Linked DNA regions of Mus musculus: region 2 is linked to region 1. A link is a contact called in public HiChIP or PLAC-seq data. All regions are on one chromosome and are shown on one strand. The core of a region is the stretch at or near the end of the contact, and the rest is flanking DNA. Distances in the headings are between cores, read along the strand shown.

Region 1 (3,796 bases), core at 714-3,213:
CACAATTTATTCCATGACACAAATCCAGGGTGTACCCAAGACATATGTGAGAGACAGGTGCCAGCAGCCCTGCTCAAATGTCCGAGCTATAACCACAGCACGTTGCCATGCTACTGGCTGCCAGTTTAGCACCACCAGCAGCTGGCAAAGGTTGAACTCAGCCTTCGTCTCCTCTCCAGGCCAGGACATGGCAGGAAAGGAGGCTCTGGTGGCTGTGAGGTCACAAAAGCAGGAGAATAGGCAGCATTTCAGACGGGATGCTGGGCTCTGTGAGCTTCTGAGCCCTACAGAAATGATTCTCTCTGTAGAGCAGGCTGCTCCTTTGGAAGAGGGTATCCCTCAGGATCCAATCCACCCCAGCTTTGCTGCTTTGACTTACCGCAGGCAAGCAGGAACCCCCTGGTCCGTTTCTGAGGTCAGGAGCCTCTATGTCCACATTTCTTCTCCTTGACCTGGAAGAAGGGAAGGAAGGGTGTAAGGGGACAGGTTTTTTTGTGTTTGTTTGTTTGTTTGTTCCCTACAGAATACATGCTGCAGGAAAAGATAGATGGACCATATTCTACAACCCTAGCTAGGGAGCTTCATAATGGGTTGCTGTACTTGGAAAGATGAGATTGCACACACAGACCCTGCAACCACAAATAAAGTTAAGAGACAAAGCTAAGGCAGAAGAAGTCTGCTATGGGGCCTGGCCTTAATTGCTCTACTAAGTTTTTTGAGCACCCCTAAATGTAATCAAAGGATAGCCATTTAGGCAGCATTAAGTCCTTGGTGGGAGGCCTAGGCTTCCTAAACTTAACTGGCCCAAGGATTAGGTGGCCCAGTGTCCTCTGGTGGCTTCCTCTTGCCTGTTGGGTTTGTTTATATCCTGCACATGCCCCCTGCCTACGCCTCTGTGTGCTCTTGCCTCCGCTCATTTCTGTTGAGGACATCCTAGCCATCCTCCAAGGTGCTCTGTGACTAACAAGCTGGTCCTACCTCTTCCTCCTCCAAGATGTCTCCTAGAAGGTTCCCCATTGCGTATATTCCATACCCAGTCCTAGTGTGCAGGCAGCAGTGAGAAGCTGGTCCTGCATACCACACTCCAGGCAAAAGAAGAGCAACCAGATCTGGGCCACAGCACAACAATTGCATGCTGTGCTGGGCTCTAACAAGCCTGAGCCTCCAGCTGTTGGTAGCCACGCCAACACCTATTTATAGCCCTCCTCCATGACTCCCAACTGGCTCATGTTGGTGTATTCTCTCAAGGGTCAGCCAATAGCCAATTGGAGACAAACGAATCTCTATAGACAGCTGCCCGTCTCAGTTAAAATCTGGGTTTGTGAGCTGGGTACAGTGGCACACACCTTTAATCCCAGCACTTGGGAGGCAGAGGCAGATGAATCTCTGTGAGTTTGAGACCATCCTGTTCTATATAGTGAGTTCCAGGACAGCCAAGCCTACATAGTGAGCCCCTCTCTCAAACAAATAAACAAACACAAAATAAAATCTGGTTTTGTATCACAGACTGAGAAAGCAAAGGTAGAAACTCTGTCCCCAGGGCTCAGGGGATGTGGAACTCTGAGGCAGAGGAATTGCAAGCTAAGGCCAACCTATGCTACATGATAAGGCCCTGTCTCAAAAAAAGTAAAAATAAAAACACATTGTCTGAGCCTCTTATTCTAAACACATAAACTCAAGGCAAGGTGAGAACTTCGTGACTAAGACATCATAGGACCCTTCCAACTTGACATCCCACGGCTCTGTGACTCATGCTCTCTCTTCTTCCTCCAGCAGAGAGGTCAGGATCATCTAAAGCCACCCCAGCTGCCCTTCCCTGAGCACCTCAAGCCTCACCGGGGTCCAAAGGGAAAGATAAAACTCCTGAGCTGGCAGCTCATCTCAGAGCAGCCTGAGACTGCCTGATCAATCCTGCAGGTGGCAAGAGGGGGCGTGAGGGAGGGCTGCTGTTGCTATGGATACCAAAAATGCTCCTCTCATTCATACCATCTGTCGGAGCCAGGATAGAAGACAAACTGTTGGTTGCCCTCACTCCCCTGGCCTACCTTTCTAACTGATTACAACTGCATGCTAAATTTAAATGCAGCTCTGAAATCGGGACATATAAGGTCTCTCTGCCTGCATCTGAAGAGTTTCATAATGGGTAGAGCTGGAGAGCAATGAGGAATTAAGACACGGAGGCAATCTAAGCCGTATTGTACAGCCACCACAATTAGAGATCTAAAAAAAAAAAGCTGTTCCTCTCTCTGGCTGAAGATGAAGTTTCAGCAATAAACAGACATCTGCTAGGAGCTCTTGAAGAGAGGCAGCATAAACACCCCAGGGAGCAGCCATAAACAGGGAGCCTTCTCCAGGAAGCTACTGCTTACCATGGCAGAAGGGACGGAAGTGAGGAGGAGGCTGTAGGGAGTGAAGGGCAGAGAAGGATGGGGTGCCTAGAGGCTGGGTGGGATGGAGGGGGTGCCACAAGAACAGGGCTGGGTGGGGGGAGCAGGCAGACAGGAGGAGCTCAGCTTGGGGAAAAATGAAGAACTGGCTGACTTTTACAGGAACCCGAAGTTTAAGCCCCAGAGGGGGCTCATGGAGGAGCCCATTCATGCTATTCAGTGTGGAAATTGACCATAGAAAACAGGGAGGTATTGGAATGCAGGCCTGTGCAGAGCACCCTGTAAATATTTTAATTTCATCTCTACATCAGTGTTGAGATCAAGATGACTCTAACTACCTCTTCTTTATAGGCTTAGATGGTAGGATTCATGAACTTTGCAAGGCCACATGGCTAGGATTCGAACCCATGTCTGTCTTAGCATGCTTCATTTGTCTGCTTGCTTGTTTTTGCTTCTATCATCTCCATGGAGAATTTGTTCCTGATGTTTATCCTCAGTGCCTAGATGTCCCAAATCCCCCAGATTTAAAGCAAGGGGGATTCTGACAAAAGAGACACTGAAATATATGGAGGAGGCAATCGTTGAGTTCTGGCCAATTCATTCCTGAGTCTCTGAGATCCTGTGGGCCCTCTGGGTCACTCTGGTCACTTCCTAGCAGACAGAAGGAAAAGCGAAGCAGGTAACAGGCAGAGAAGTGTGCCCACAGCATGTCTACAGGAGGCTTGGAACAGCAACCACATTGTGAGAAGAGAGCCCAAGGATGGGGGCTGAGAGAAGAAATGTGGCTTGGGTTTTCACCAGTTCTTTTTGTATGAGTGAGTGTTTTTACCATGCATCGCATCGGTGTGTGCTCGTGGTGTAGTTCTAGGTATCTGTATGTTTGTGATGGTTAGTGCCATACACACTTGTGTGTGGAGGTGAGAACCATGCATGTATACATGTGTGTTGGGGCAAGTACCGTATCCCCTTCTCTGTCTCTCAGTGTGTGTGTGTGTGTGTGTGTGTGTGTGTGTGTGTACCATGCATCCATATGCATGTTTTAGAGTGAGTGAATTCATGCATGTGGTCCCCTCCATGCTGTTTACCCTCTCCCTTGGCTGTCAGACCCCCAGTTTTTTCGGGAAGAAATACTTGCTTGTTACCATCTTTGCATCCAAGTGTGAAAGGTCCAACTGTCCCCACCCATGGAGCTATCAACTCCACAAATACTGCACATAGAACCTTAGGTTAAGTAGGCATCCAACGCAGGAGCCAGCAGTCAGATCCCCCCCAGACCTGGGTCTACTCTGCCCTAGGAAGCAGCTCTCTTAATGACTGAAAGATCTCAGTAACTCTTCTCCATGCCCATTCCCCCTCCTCTGCTCCTCATGCACCTGGCTCCCAGCACCCTGAGATCTGGATCCAGTCCT
Region 2 (3,863 bases), core at 98-2,597, 640 kb before region 1:
CATATACATGTACACACACAGTGGTAACAAATTACATCTAAAAAAAATACAAAGAAGTAATTGCAAGAGCTGTACATAGCTGTCACTAACAAAGGGAACAGGGAAGTAAGGGACACAGGGTAACATATGGCTCTTTTCCTTACGGGTCATGTGGCTCAATTAGCCGTCCATGCAAAGCTACTGTGGAACATGGCGGGTGGCATGAGGAAGGAAAAAGAAAACATGAAAGGAAACAAAAGTATGATTTTCAGGATGTCTACTTCGGTTGACTACAAGCCCCTGGGCTGCAAAGAAGCATGGGTCACGCTGTAAAACTCTCCTGTGGCTTAAGACAGCTCACAGCAGTTAGGGTAACCGTGTACATGTGAGACTCCCAACACAGGCAGGATCTCTTGGGATCTGGAGTTTCTCAGCTCCTCTTTCTACCTCTGTGACCCTAGTCTGTCGTCACTGTCACTACGAGCCTGAAAGGTTGAATGAAAATCCTGAGAGTCACAGACAGGAGGTGCTGGAGGGGTCAACAGTCCTCCTCACTGAAGCAAGGTTTCTGTCTTCCGGGTCCCTGCTCCATTTGATCTTCACTGCCTATGGAAACCATAGAGGAATGAAGAGACCTGGACGCTGGAGTTGGCTGAGTTCTCAGTCTGGATTTGCAGCTGATTCCATCCACTTTCTAGAAACTTCTTGGCTGGGGCTTTCTGCCTCTCTACCCCAGCTGCCTCCATTCTAAGGCAGTGCCTTCCCTGCATGAGAATCTAGTGACTAGTGAGAGAATGCACGGAAACTACATTATCAACTGGGCCTGTCCAAGAGTCTGTCATGGATACTCTTTATTCCATGACTGTAAAAGTCCCCGACTTGGGCTGGAGAGATGGCTCAGGGGGTAAGAGCACCCGACTGCTCTTGTGAAGGTCCTGAGTTCAAATCCCAGCAACCACATGGTGGTTCACAGCCACCCATAATGAGATCTGACGCCCTTTTCTGGTACGTCTGAAGACAGCTACAGTGTACTTTAAAAAAAAAAAAAAAGTCCCCGACTTGAGGAGAGACCATCGGTGCACTCCCTCAAACAGCTACGAAATGGAAAGAAAAGCTTAAAACAGAACTGCAGGGCGGGAAGTGCCAGGTTCATCGGGGTGATTCCCACTGTCATGAGGTTATTTACTGTCACTACTGGAGCTGAGGTGGGTTCATGACCAAGCTTCTGATTTCCGTTAGGATAGCAGACTCTAACCCAGGAGGCTCCTTTTGAGGAAGCATAAAAGGCCTGTCCTCCAAAATGAGATGGAGCAGCTGGGGATGTACCCAGTTTGAGACAGTAGATCTCAATGGCTAGCGGGGCTTCAAGGTTTTCCTTTCTCTCCCCAACCCTTTTTCTTTCCTCAATAGGACTGATGATCTATCTTATTTAGGGAATTCCAATGTGACCGCTTCATTTTTGAAAGAAGAAAGAGAGGCAGGGAAGGAGGAAGGGAAGGGGAGGGGAGGGGAGGGGAGGGGAGGGGAGGGGAGGAGAGGGGAGGGGAGGGGAGGGGAGGGGAGGGGAAAACTACAAATAACCCTCTGTGCCCTGGGATAGAGCTGAGAGCTGCACTACAGCAAACCACCTGAAGGTGGCGATATTTTCCTAAACTTCTCCCAAAAATTTCAAGTATTTGAAGAACTTAGTAAAACCTTGAAAAATGACTGCTGTCAAATAATACCAAGAGAAAAATTATAATCCACTTAGGAATTTAAAGAAACCAAGACAAATAATTCATGTCGAAGGATACTAATGTCTAAGCTGAATCAGAGAGAGGACAAATCACCTGCCTTTGCTTCCTGTCACGATCCAGCCTGGACTGTCTGTCTGAACCTGAGGGTTCAGGGTGGCCTGGGCAGCCTTTGATGGCAGGGAGTGGGTGTGGAGTCAAGCCAAGAGAGTGACTTGCAGATTCAGCCAGGAGAGGATGGGGATTGCATGGGTCTCTATGAGGCTGCCAGAGAGAAGGTGAACCAGTTTCCTCCAGAGCTTAAACCCAACAAGCTGCTCGATCCCTTGTAGTTTCAGGGTGTTATACCGGGATGCCTCCTTCCTGCTTCCTCTTTCCACCCAGTGCAGCTGAAGAGACACCATGGCTGAATGAAGGGTAGGCACTGGGATGGCAAGCGGGAGGGAAGCTGACCCGCCAAGAAAAGCAGATGGAGCCTGGCTGGGTCTCTGTGAAATGTCTATAAAACCTGCATTTCCAGATGCTTTCAATTGCCTCTTCCCCAAAGGCTAATGAAGAAAGAGGGTGAGTTCCCAGACCAGCTCAGAGAATATAAACCACCCAGCAGACAGGCTGCAGCCATGGGAAGCTGTGTGCTGGTGTGGGACAACTTAGCATCCTTCACTATGGCGAGAGCTGAGGGATCACACCACGTCTGGCCATCATGCAGAGCCTTGGATGCCACCCCATCTCTCAGGTCCCCCTGGAAGACCACAGAGGAAAACCCAAGAGATCCACCCAGCCCGAGACAACCATCAAACCAAGCGGCAGCACCCTCCTGGAGGATCAGATATACTTTGGGATGAAGTATTCTAAGTGTCAAGGATGCTAAGAATGCACAGGTAGGAACCTTCTATGTATGAGCTGTGCGACCTGGTCTGTGTGCCATCTGAACACAAAAATGACACATATGGCTGGGTCTTCTCCAGGGGTCAATGTGAAGGTCAAGTGAAAGAGAGAGTTGCAACAGAATCTGAAAGGGATTGGCCCAGATGGCCACGCCCCTCAATGAGACAAGGTAAGTGCTCTAGCACCCCCTGCATAGCCTGAGGCCTGGAACCTTCAGCTGACTCAGTACCCATCCTCAACTCTACACCCTCCTCACACAAAGGCTCCTACATGCTGGTTTGCTTTTACTTGTTCAGATGACATTTCCAGAACCAGCCAACGTCAGAACTGCGGTCTGACAAAGGAATTTAACTGGATCTGGGAACTTAAGCTTTTGAAAGGAGCTATAAAGATAAGAAAATTAAATCATCTTTGGGCCTATGTTGGCCCGATTGCTTTACTGGAAGGACTCAGGTTATCTGATGGTACTTCTGTGGAACATCAGTAAGAGCTGGGTCAGAGGCCGAAGTCTCCTGAGAGGATTTGGGATCCCTTAGGCAAGGACAAATGACTCACACGAGCCCAGGATCCCCAGCTCCAGACTCTAGCCACCGAGAAACGAGGATCAGAATGCCGGCTCTGCAGGATCCCTAGCCTGGGCACCCTGCAGCAATTCTCCCCCCAACCCCCATCGCACCCCCTGTCCCCCACAGGCGGATCTGTGAATGGTCCATCCTCTCACTGAAAGGAGCTATGTGGGAGGGCACTGTCCACTTAGAGACCTCCCTAGATATTAGTAACTTACTCCTTGGATTTTCCCTGAAATGCCTCAAGCCATTGGCTTTTTAAACAGCCCATTCTTCCATCCATGTGTGAACTGCTTCAAGGTCTCCAAGGCTGGGTCCTAACAGCAATGCCAGTGTCTTGTTTAGTTTGAGGCCGACAGGAAACTGCGTTAGGAGCTTCCTCTCCTCCTTGATACGCTTCTGCATTCCATCAGCGTGCTCACCCGTTCCAGGTACCTGCTCCCTCTTGCAGGCTAATCCTCAAGGTTTTGTCCTCACTACCTACCATCTGGTCCTATTTCCTGTGATAGCATTTTAAGACCAGTTCAAAACACATTTTGGCATCACTCAATCTGCCTAAAGACAGCACCAAATTGTAATTAAGATAGCTACTCAGAGACCCTACATCAAAGCCGGGAAACAGGCTCACACTGCTGATAAGTCAAGGAATCCTATCTTTGTATGCAATACAGACGTCATTAAATCGAGGAGGAAGAGT

Evidence for each region. HiChIP or PLAC-seq counts read pairs in DNA pulled down with a chosen protein or histone mark.
Region 2: an H3K27ac HiChIP or PLAC-seq map of stem cell-derived neural progenitor cells shows a contact between it and region 1, with 3 times the contacts expected there. The contact joins two enhancer-like sites. A contact is called at or near these places in 2 of 39 promoter capture datasets (embryonic stem cells and liver) and 3 of 115 datasets of contacts at active chromatin or transcription factors (embryonic forebrain, forebrain and stem cell-derived neural progenitor cells).

The regions. Positions count from the first base shown.
Region 1 is chr7:112,232,003-112,235,798 of GRCm38.p6, reverse strand. Mical2 (microtubule associated monooxygenase, calponin and LIM domain containing 2) reads right to left here. Exons shown (of 26, transcript NM_001193305.1): 2 at 380-452. Among named protein-coding and RNA genes, the nearest start is that of Mical2, 8.1 kb to the right of the region's middle. Within about 2 kb of position 1,963, at least 49 of the 459 cell types and tissues checked have an H3K27ac peak or open chromatin away from gene starts, as enhancers often do. A contact at or near this core is called in forebrain and stem cell-derived neural progenitor cells, where this site is marked.
Region 2 is chr7:112,866,990-112,870,852 of GRCm38.p6, reverse strand. The region is part of intron 9 of Tead1 (TEA domain family member 1); the gene reads right to left. Among named protein-coding and RNA genes, the nearest start is that of Rassf10, 85 kb to the left of the region's middle. Within about 2 kb of position 1,347, at least 58 of the 459 cell types and tissues checked have an H3K27ac peak or open chromatin away from gene starts, as enhancers often do. A contact at or near this core is called in forebrain and stem cell-derived neural progenitor cells, where this site is marked.